Linked DNA regions of Ovis aries: region 2 is linked to region 1. The links are chromatin contacts, called in public Hi-C maps. All regions are on one chromosome and are shown on one strand. Each heading gives the region's core, a stretch centred on a gene start, on an enhancer-like site or on the middle of the called end of the contact. The rest is flanking DNA. Distances are from core to core; before and after follow the strand shown.

Region 1 (4,628 bases), core at 1,492-3,991:
TGATGAGGGCCAAAAAGAGTCAGTGAGAGAGCCAACATGAGAATAAGCCAACATGGAAAGAAACTAGAACTGAGAGATTGAGAAGGCCAAGTCCAGATAATATTATTGAACACCTGGATCGAGCCATGCCTGAAGCTGAACCTTTCCATTATCAGTTTCATAAGCCAATTATCTCTCTATTTTGCTTAAACTAGTTTGGGTTGGGTTTCTGTCTTTTGCAAAAACAGAGAATTCTGATCAGTACATAGATCTATCTCTAGCTTGGGCTTACAAGGGGCCCAAGAGGCTTTGGGAATTTAGGTAGAGGGCAATCAAGAGATCCAACAGTGGCTGCTGTCCACTGGAAAACCAATTATGATTTTTTCCTTCTCCCTAGGTTGTCCATAATCAAAAGGGCACACACTTCGGAGTCAGATAGATCCTGGTCCTGCCATATACTATCTGTGTGACTTTGGGGAACTTACTAAAGCCACCCGAACATACAATAATTTTATCTACATCTTAGGTTTTCCATGGGATTCAAGTGCATATGTAGAGAGCCTTGAAATAGTTTGTAGCAGACAGCTTACTCTCAGAAACACGTAGCTGATTATACTACTCACCAAACATCTATTGAGCCCTTTTCAGGTGCCAAGCCCTGGCTAAGGGTTTTATAGACATCATTTCATTTGACCCTCCCACACAACCCTGGGAGGTATGCCCTGTTCTGCTCCCCAAGTCCTACATATGAAGAATCATTAAATCTTCACACAGCTGAAGCATAGGAGTTAAGGAGCAGGGTCAAATCTGCATAGCTCTGTCCCCCACGTCCACTCTGGGTGGCTGGATGCCATTGCCCCTCCAAACAGGGCAACCCCTGAGATGACAGGGAGGTGAGCTCCACTTGCCACAAGGCATAGGCAGGGAGCAGAATCCAGGCAACCAAATGGAACCAATCAAGATATTGGAGAGGGTGAAGTGCAGAGCCAGGGCTCAGAGGACACCACACTCTGGTTTGCCAGCATTTCTGGGAAGGACAAGGCAACAGCCCTGACTGCCTGTTCTTCATCCTGAGAAGGACTCTGGTTGCCCAGATGGGGACCTGGACTCTGGAATGTCAGGGCAAATCCAGACAGTGCTGGTTCTCGTGGAATCTGGGAACCAATAAAACAATGACTGGAAAGCAATGATCTGAAAGATATTCTTGCTATAATTTTTCCACAGAAATATACTATGTAGCAAGCTAAGTAAATTCTTGGAAACCTGGAAACCCCCCAAAACTGGTAGAAGCAGCTTTTTTTTTTTTTATACAATGAGATAGAGAAAAACCACATTTCTTGGATTTAACTTTGTTCACACAAATTTTGTTTTGCTTTGTTTTTTTTTTTTAAAGAAAATCTGGCATTAGTTAATCTAAGTATGAAACTGTCATTCTTGAAACTCCTTAAAAAGTTGCCTATAATTGTGTGGCTTGAAAAATTAATTTCTTTCCAGATGATGAAACATGAAGCAGGTCTCCTAAGTGAAAATTATTGGCACACCCCCGACTCCCATCCTCAGAAGGCAGATGGAACAATGGGCAGAGGAGGGGAGCCTGTGGGACCTCAGCCAAACAAAAGGGCTGCCTGCAACTTGCCTAAAATAGAAAATAAAAGTTAGAACAGCTTCCCCCCTGGCGGGCCCCTCTTTGGAGCCCTCTGCGGAGTAGCAGGTACCTCACGGGATGGTGCACCCCCAAAGCAGTAAAAGCAGAAGCTCCAGCTCCCCACTTGGGTCTCCTTCCCAGCTGGGGGTGCAGGTTCACCCACCAGAGCCACCTACGCACGGTGATGGCTTTTACTTTTGTTCTGCTGAAGAAATTCAAATCATGTTAATCTTTCAGTTCTTTTTACAGAACTCTGGAGAATGATACATATTACAGGAGCTTTATTTGGAACGAGGCAAAGAATCTGCCTGCAATGCAGGGGACCTGGGTTCGATCCCTGGGTTGGGAAGTTCCCCTGGAGAAGGAAAAGGCTACCCCCTCCAGTATTCCTGCCTGGAGAATCCCTATGAACAGAGGAGCCTGGTGTACTACAGTCCATGGGGTCCCAAAGAGTCGGTCACGACCGAGCGATGAACACGTTCCGTTTCTTTCTGGAGAGGTGAAACGCCCTTCACTGTAGGGCGGCTCTGGCTCTGGAGTGGAGGACAAGGGTTCCAATCCCGGCTGTGCCATCTGCTGTGCCGTGACCCCCGCCTCTCAGAACCACGTGTACAGCGGAGAGATGAGTCCTGGCTTGCGGGTGTGGTGTGAGGGTCAGCAACTAGGGTCAGCGAGCGCGGGTTTCTCTGCCCAGCGCTTCCGGGCCTCGGCTTCCGCCCGGCTCAAAAGGCAGAGAATCTGCCTGCGATGAAGGAAGCCGGGTTCGATCCCTGGGTCGGGAAGTTCCTGTGGCGAAGGGCATGGCCACCCACGGCCGTGTTCTTGTGTGGAGAATCCCATGGACAGAGGAGCCTGGCGGGCCACAGCCCGCGGAGTCACAGAGTCAGACACCAGTGAGCGACTAACACACAGCGGCCAAGAGAAGGCGGTGGCCGGCTCCGCGCGCACAGCTCACCTGAGGGGCGGCCGTGGGGACCGAGGGGGCGCCTCACTGAGGCCCCGCAGCGGGCGGCCTCCCCACCGCGCGCCCCTCGTGCACTCGCCCCTCGTGCACTCCAGGGTTCCGCACCGCCGAGTCACACCCTGCGACCGCGGCCCGCTCCCCGGCACTGAGGGCGTGACGGTCGCCGCAAACAGGGGCTTTGTCTCCTTGTCGAGCCGGCCACCCCGTCACCGCAACCCGGTCATCCCCTCCCCGCAGTCACCCCCTCCCTCCCGTCACCTCCCCCTCCCTCCCGGTCACCTCCCCCTCCCCCTGGTCACCCCCCGTCACCGCCCCTCCCGGTCCCCACAGCCACCTCCCCGCCCCGCCCCCCCTAGTCACCGCCCCTCCCGCCCCTCGCCCCGCCCCTCGCCCCGCCCCTTCCCACCCCCCGTCATCCTCGCCCCGCCCCCGAAGCGCACACAAAAGGCCGCGGGCCGGGGCACCCGGAGCCGCGGGCTTGTTTACCGGGCGGCCCGGCGCGGCGCGGCGCCGCCACCTCCCGGCGGGAGCGGGCGCTGCTCCCGGGCGCGGGCCCAGGGCCGCGGGCCGATGACCCAACGCTGCAGGCATCTGGGGATAACCTTTCCCCTTTCTTTCCAAGACCAAATAAGGGGGCTCTTCCCTCTGCGCCGGGCCCGCGGCGGCTGGGCCGAGGGGCGTGGAGGGGCGGGGCCGCGGACGCGGCCGCCGGGCCGCCGAACACCGGCCGCATTGTTCCCGCGGCGGCGGCCCCTCCTCCCCGGGCGGGCGGGCTCGGCCCCGGGCCGGGCGGCGCGCTCCCTGCCCCGGGGGCGCGCGGAGCCGGGCCGGCGGGGAGGGGGCGCCCAGCCCCGCCGCAGCCGCGCCGAGCCGCTCCCCGCCCCAAGCGGCGGAGGGCAGGCGCCCCGGGCCCGCCCCCGCCGCGCTCCCCGCGGTCCCCCGCGCCCACCCCCGCCGCGCTCCCCGCGGACCCCCCGGCCGGCCCGCGGCGCTCGGAGCGGGCGGGCCCCTGCGCCGGCGGCGGGCGTAGACCGAGGGGAGCCGGGTCCGGCTGCCAGGCCTCGGAACCCTGGCATCGCCCCCGAGGGAGGGAGTCATTGGTGGCTGACAGTGTTTGGTAACCACAGAAACCAAGATTTGACCTATATTTTTGAATATGGCCTCAACCCTAGTTTTCCTTCTAGAAATCAAAGGGAGTCTGACCTGACTTGCTGTTAATTTTCCTCTTGCTTTGTATTCCAGAATGCCACCCAGAAGGCTGGGCGAGTCGGGAGACCTCACCGGCTGGTTTGCTGGTGACTCGTGAGGGTGACAGTGCTCCAGACCCAGAGGCAGGGACTGCCTCTCTCGCTGCCTCCTGCCAACACCAGGTCCCCCTGCGACGCTGGGGACGTTTCTGGAGGGCAATTGGGTGATGCTTATTAGCATTTTAATATGTTTACCGTTTAACTGTTTCATTCCTCTTATAAGTTTTATCCTAAGTAGGTAGTGGGGTAGCTCAGCTGATAAAGAATCCGCCTGCAGTTCGGGAGACCTGGGTTTGATCCCTGGGGTGGGAAGATTCCCTGGAGAAGGGAATGGCTACCCACTCCAGGGTTCTGGCCTGGAGAATTCCATGGACTGTATAGTCCATGGGGTTTCAAAGAGTCGGACATGATGAGTGACTTTCACTTTCTAAGTTTTATCCTAAGTAGGTAATGGTGGGGAGGGGCTTCCTCGGTGGCTCAGAATGTAAAGACTCCTCCTACAATGAAGGAGACCTGGGTTCGATCCCTGGATTGGGACGGTCCCCTGGTCTGGAGAATCCCCATGGACAGAGGAACCTGGCAGGCCATGGGGTTGCAAAGAGTCAGACAGGACTGAGAACCTGGCAGGCCATGGGGTTGCAAAGAGTCAGACAGGACTGAGTGATTAAGCAGGGCAGCACAGGTGATGGCGGTCACAACCCCACCATGTGATGGCAACAACAGTTGGTTCTAACTGAGCATCTACTATGTGCTGGAAACTGTTACAAAGTTTGACAAATACCTACTCATGACA
Region 2 (4,628 bases), core at 1,102-3,601, 330 kb before region 1:
GGGGTCTGGAGGTGGGTGCGGGGAGGGCTACGGCCAGATCAGCACGAGCTCCGGGCGGGCCCCGGGGAACCTGACCCTGGGGTGGGATTAAAGGTGATTCCAAACCTCCACCGAGGTCGGCAGAGCCGCCAGGGCTCTCCTGCTCTTCCCAGCCCCCGCTCTATCTGAACAGGAGACAGCCGCTTGGCTCCCGACCCGCCTGCCCTGGCGTCCTCCTGCAGGGAAACAGGCTTTGGTTATTCAGACGTGACTTACTGGCACGGAGAGGCTGTTGGCATGGAAAAACGAACAGGCTGACCTGGCCACAAGAGCAGGTGACAGAGAAAGCCAGCAAAAGATGAGCTCAGCGTGCCACTCCGAACCAGGAGGAGGCCCGCGGGAAGGGGCCACGAGAAGGAGGGTTGAGCAGAGGCCAGTTGGGCACCTCCAGGGGCCCCGCAGGGAGGCAGGCACGTTTCCTGGGGAGCTTCCCTAGGCCTCACAAGCCTGCGCGGGGCGTTACTCTCTCCATCTCACCCCGGGGGGACACCGAGGCTTACAAAGGAATGGCCCCCGCGAGCTTAGGAGGGCCAAAGCGGGGGCTCAGAGCGTGACAGCACCCTGCCTGAGACTGCAGTGCCTCTCTGCCTGCCTTCGCCCTGTCTGAAACTTCACACGGTGGGGCGACAATGCCACCCAGAACCTCAGGGGCCCCAAGGCTGGGCGGAACTCTGCCCTGGCCCCTCTCCCAACCCACAGCGCCCTGAGACCCCTCCTCTCAGGAAAATTATCCTCGTTGCGGAGTACAAAGGGACAGCGAGAACAGGGGGAGAGAGACAGGGAAATCCAAATCGGATGGGATGGGTAAGTTGAAATGGGACATGTTTCCTAGGGTTTAAGTGGCCTGGAAGCTGCTCTTGCAAATCATGACGACCACCACGTACCATTCCTTATATTTATATTTGCAGTGTTATCTTCCCCTCCTTTCATTCCCGGTAAGCACCTCACACGCCCCACTGCTGACAAAGTACACAGGCTGCAGGGCTGACATGGCTCGCCCCATGGCTACAGCTCTGCTGTGTTTCTGCAGTTACTATAAACCAAGAAGCAGAGGCTTTCTGTGACTGTGATTCAGGCCCGAAGGAGGCCTAATCACTCAGCAAACCAGAACCTCAAAATCATTTATTTACTGTTGACGGGGCTTCTCACAAAATGTCCCAAAACAAGCTCTCTTTATAGAGCACTCTTCCTTTCTTTTGAAAAGAATCGTTAAGCAAGACTGGATATCATCTGGAACAGCGGCTCCTAAAAAGGTGGCGGGGCGGGGCATTTTTGAACCGAATGCCACATGCTCTTGCTGGATTTTGCCATTCTGCCTGCGTTTTCTGCTCAGAGCCTCTGTAGCGTAACAGAGAAGCTTCAGACACTGAAGCTGCTCCCGGCCGCGCAAACTCCAGTCCGCATCTTCCAGGCAGCCCTGTCACAAATAATTCCTGTCCACTACGCCCCTATCACACTGAATACAACCACATTGTGCAGCTGGAAATGGGAAACCTGATTCAGACCACAGAGGAAGGTACAAAAACATTGAGCTCAACACAATGCTGTCTTTCTTGCGTGTGCTGCTGGTGATGGTATAGCAACAGATCTCAAACCTACTAGTGGGTGAGAGATTCAAGACCCGTTTTGGAAGGAAACGCAGAATTACAAGAGCATTCCAAGCATCCCAAAACAGTCACAACAACAACAACCAAAAACCCACCCAGTCCTTCCAGAGCTGCGCCAGTTTCGTGTGCAGTGTTCCTAACCAAAATCCGTCTAGCCCAAGCACGCAATTTAAAAAGGAAGCACGATCGCCGCAGAAAATGGTGCATGTTGACAAAGCGTGACTTGTCCCACATGGGCAGGAATCAAAGGAAAACCAGCCTGATGGTAACCCAGCCTCCTTTAGTCTGCACGATTAGCCAGAGGGAAAAGAAAGAGGCTGGCATGAGGGCAGGGGGGCGCGGGCAATGGAGGACTGGGGCCAGAAGGCCGCCCATGCCCTGCGAGATTCTGGTAAACAGCAGCCTGTAATGGCCACTGCGAGAAGGAAAACAGCCACGGAGGGAAACGTGTTTACAACTGCGGCGGTGGGCGGGAGGCCGAGCGGAGGGAGGGAGGGATTCCCCGGCTCCGCGCGCCGCTCGCTCGGCTTCGCTGAGGCCCCAGGGCTGGGTTACGCTTCGGCGCCCGCACCCCCGTTTTATTGGAGGGGGGCGCACATCTTGTTTATGGGGAAGGTTACTCCTCCTCCGCTCTGCTGATCGCTGCCTCAACACTCCCGCCGCATCCTTGCGGGATGCGCGCTTGACTGACGGCCGTGCCAGCCAGTCACCGCCCGGGCCCCTGGCTCGGTGGACTTTCCCAGCGAGCCGATTGGGCGGTGGGGAGGGCGGGTCCTCGTGATTGGCGTGCCACTCGGAGTGGAAAGTAGTAAACAACCTCGGTCCACCGCAGCCGGGAGGGCGCGGGATGCCCGCTGCTCCGGTCCTCGTCCCGAGCCCGGGCGGCCCTGAGACAAAAGGAACCCGCGGCGGGAAGACGGCCGAGGGCCCCCCAGAAAAGCAGACACAAGTGGGCGCCCTTTAGATCCCCTGGGCGAGAACTGCTGACTTGCATCCTCCCATCATTTTTGTTCAGTGGAAAACCAAAAAGGTTTTGTTTCCACAATTCTCGCTCTCCTTTTTCTTCCTACAACTTAAAAACTCCCAAAAGGGAACGGGCGAGGGCCGATTCACTTGACTCTCCCTCTTCCCCCTCCCTCCACAGTGTATACTTTTGTCTCTGCAGAAGTGATTTTAAACCCTGGTACTAAAAATTGTTTGCTTACATAATGTGCCCTTCACAGAGGTGAATTAGACGCCTTGTTAGACCTTTTCATCACAAGTTTTTGGAGCTGTGATCTCACTCAGGGCTGACCGTGTTTGGAAACATACATATAAAAAGAAACTGAGATGATGTTGTATTAAGCTCCTTTGACAAGAAATAAACAGTTAACTTGCATTTTCCATAGAGGGGGTAGTTCACCCAGGATATTGCACGCATGCCAAGGTAACTCCTGCTCTACTTTGCCTTGAATCACAATCCACTCCTCCTCCTGTCCTCACCATCCTCCTGGGACCTCAGCAAGAAAATCGGCAGCTTTCAGCATGGAGGTGCTGCTCCCCCAAGCCCGGCAGCTCCTGGGGCTGCTTCCAGGAGGGGCACGATCAACACAGAGGTCTCCAGACACTACCTTCCTGGGAGAGAGAGTCCACAGAGAGGCCTCCGGGAGCTGATGGAGAAGGGAAGGGGGCGGGGGCCTGTGGGGGGAGCTGGACACCAGAGGGATCTCCAGAACACTTGTTTGCCTGCTGACTCTACACTCTCATGGTAAGCCATGTTGCCACCCGTGGCCAGACAGCCAGACTGCTGGAGAGCTTTAAAAATAAAGATACAAAGGGCTCTTGGCAGGACGGAACTTAAGAGTGAACCTGGGGGTCCTCTGTATCACCGCCCCCCCCCCCCCCCCGCACACACACGCCCCCGGCTCCACGGATTGCCAGCCTCTGTTGTCTGCTTGCTCCAAGAGCGCCTCGCCCCCACTGCCTGCTGCGTGGAGTTAGTGCCCTCGTCCTTTCCACCCTAGACCCAGCCCCCAGGTCTGCAGCCTCCTTCCTTCCAACCAACCTCCCTTGGGGCACTCGGTTCCGGTCGCAGGCCCCAGTGCCCTCCATACACACCCTTCACGCCCTTCACTCAGTCTGCGCCTTCTGTGCTATCCCCTGCCAGCCCGGGAGAGGCCGCTGTTCTCCACCGCTTCCCGCCCCTGCCTCCCGCGCCTCTCAGTGCCCCTGATGGCCTGGCCAATACTGCGTGCAGACTAGGATCGCAGCTCTGGCCGCCTGGTGAGACACTGAACTTCCCGAGGGCAAAAGTGGTGTCGGCTTCTGATGTGTACGGAGATGCAGGCCTGCGATAAGCATGCTCTGGACTTGCGCACCTCTGCACACGGTCCTCAGCCTCTCTCCGCCCCCAGCTCACTTAGCGCGTGCTTTCGGAGCTGGCGTCTGGCTGACACGTACTCGTTCAACCCCCGACCCCCAAGGTGGAGGCCCTGGCAGTTCTGTCCCTCTATGGTTCTCTGCACACACGCAGCTGTTCATGCCGTCTCCTCTGCCACTCAGGCCCTTTTCTGTCCTCCTGAGAAGAGGCAAATTCTTTTTCAGCCTAAAAAATGCTCCCTACCTTGCGCAGAACTTTCACCAGCTCCTGCCACCCCTTCCCCCAGAGCATCTCAGAGAGAGAGGCCTCCAGGTATCTGCTCCTCTCTCCGCCTGGCCGGGACACAAGGACAGTCCGACAGCTGGCGTGGTGTACGCAAGAACCAAGAACTGAAAGGCAAATCCACAAAGTGCTTTCCTCCCCACCAGGTGTCCATAGACCGGTCCATTCTGGTCTCCAGACGTGACAGTGCACACACTTTCAAGCTGGCTCCGCCACAGGGTCCTTCCCCAGTGCCTCTCCCTGAAGACCCCGCCTAGTCTGACTGTGGGCGGGCTCCTCCTGCCCTTTCAGCTCTCTTGCTCAGATGCCACTTCCACCCCCACCACGCGCACCTCCTGGCC

Evidence for each region. A called contact is a pair of places that touch in the nucleus more often than the background predicts.
Region 2: a Hi-C map of hypothalamus shows a contact between it and region 1, with 4 times the contacts expected there. The contact joins two enhancer-like sites. A contact is called at or near these places in 2 of 16 Hi-C or Micro-C datasets (blood and hypothalamus).

The regions. Positions count from the first base shown.
Region 1 is chr18:7,068,959-7,073,586 of ARS-UI_Ramb_v3.0, reverse strand. No RefSeq gene overlaps it. Among named protein-coding and RNA genes, the nearest start is that of SYNM, 41 kb to the right of the region's middle. Within about 2 kb of position 2,741, at least 23 of the 54 cell types and tissues checked have an H3K27ac peak or open chromatin away from gene starts, as enhancers often do. A contact at or near this core is called in hypothalamus, where this site is marked.
Region 2 is chr18:7,399,929-7,404,556 of ARS-UI_Ramb_v3.0, reverse strand. All of the region lies in intron 2 of IGF1R (insulin like growth factor 1 receptor), which reads right to left. Among named protein-coding and RNA genes, the nearest start is that of PGPEP1L, 180 kb to the left of the region's middle. Within about 2 kb of position 2,351, at least 46 of the 54 cell types and tissues checked have an H3K27ac peak or open chromatin away from gene starts, as enhancers often do. A contact at or near this core is called in hypothalamus, where this site is marked.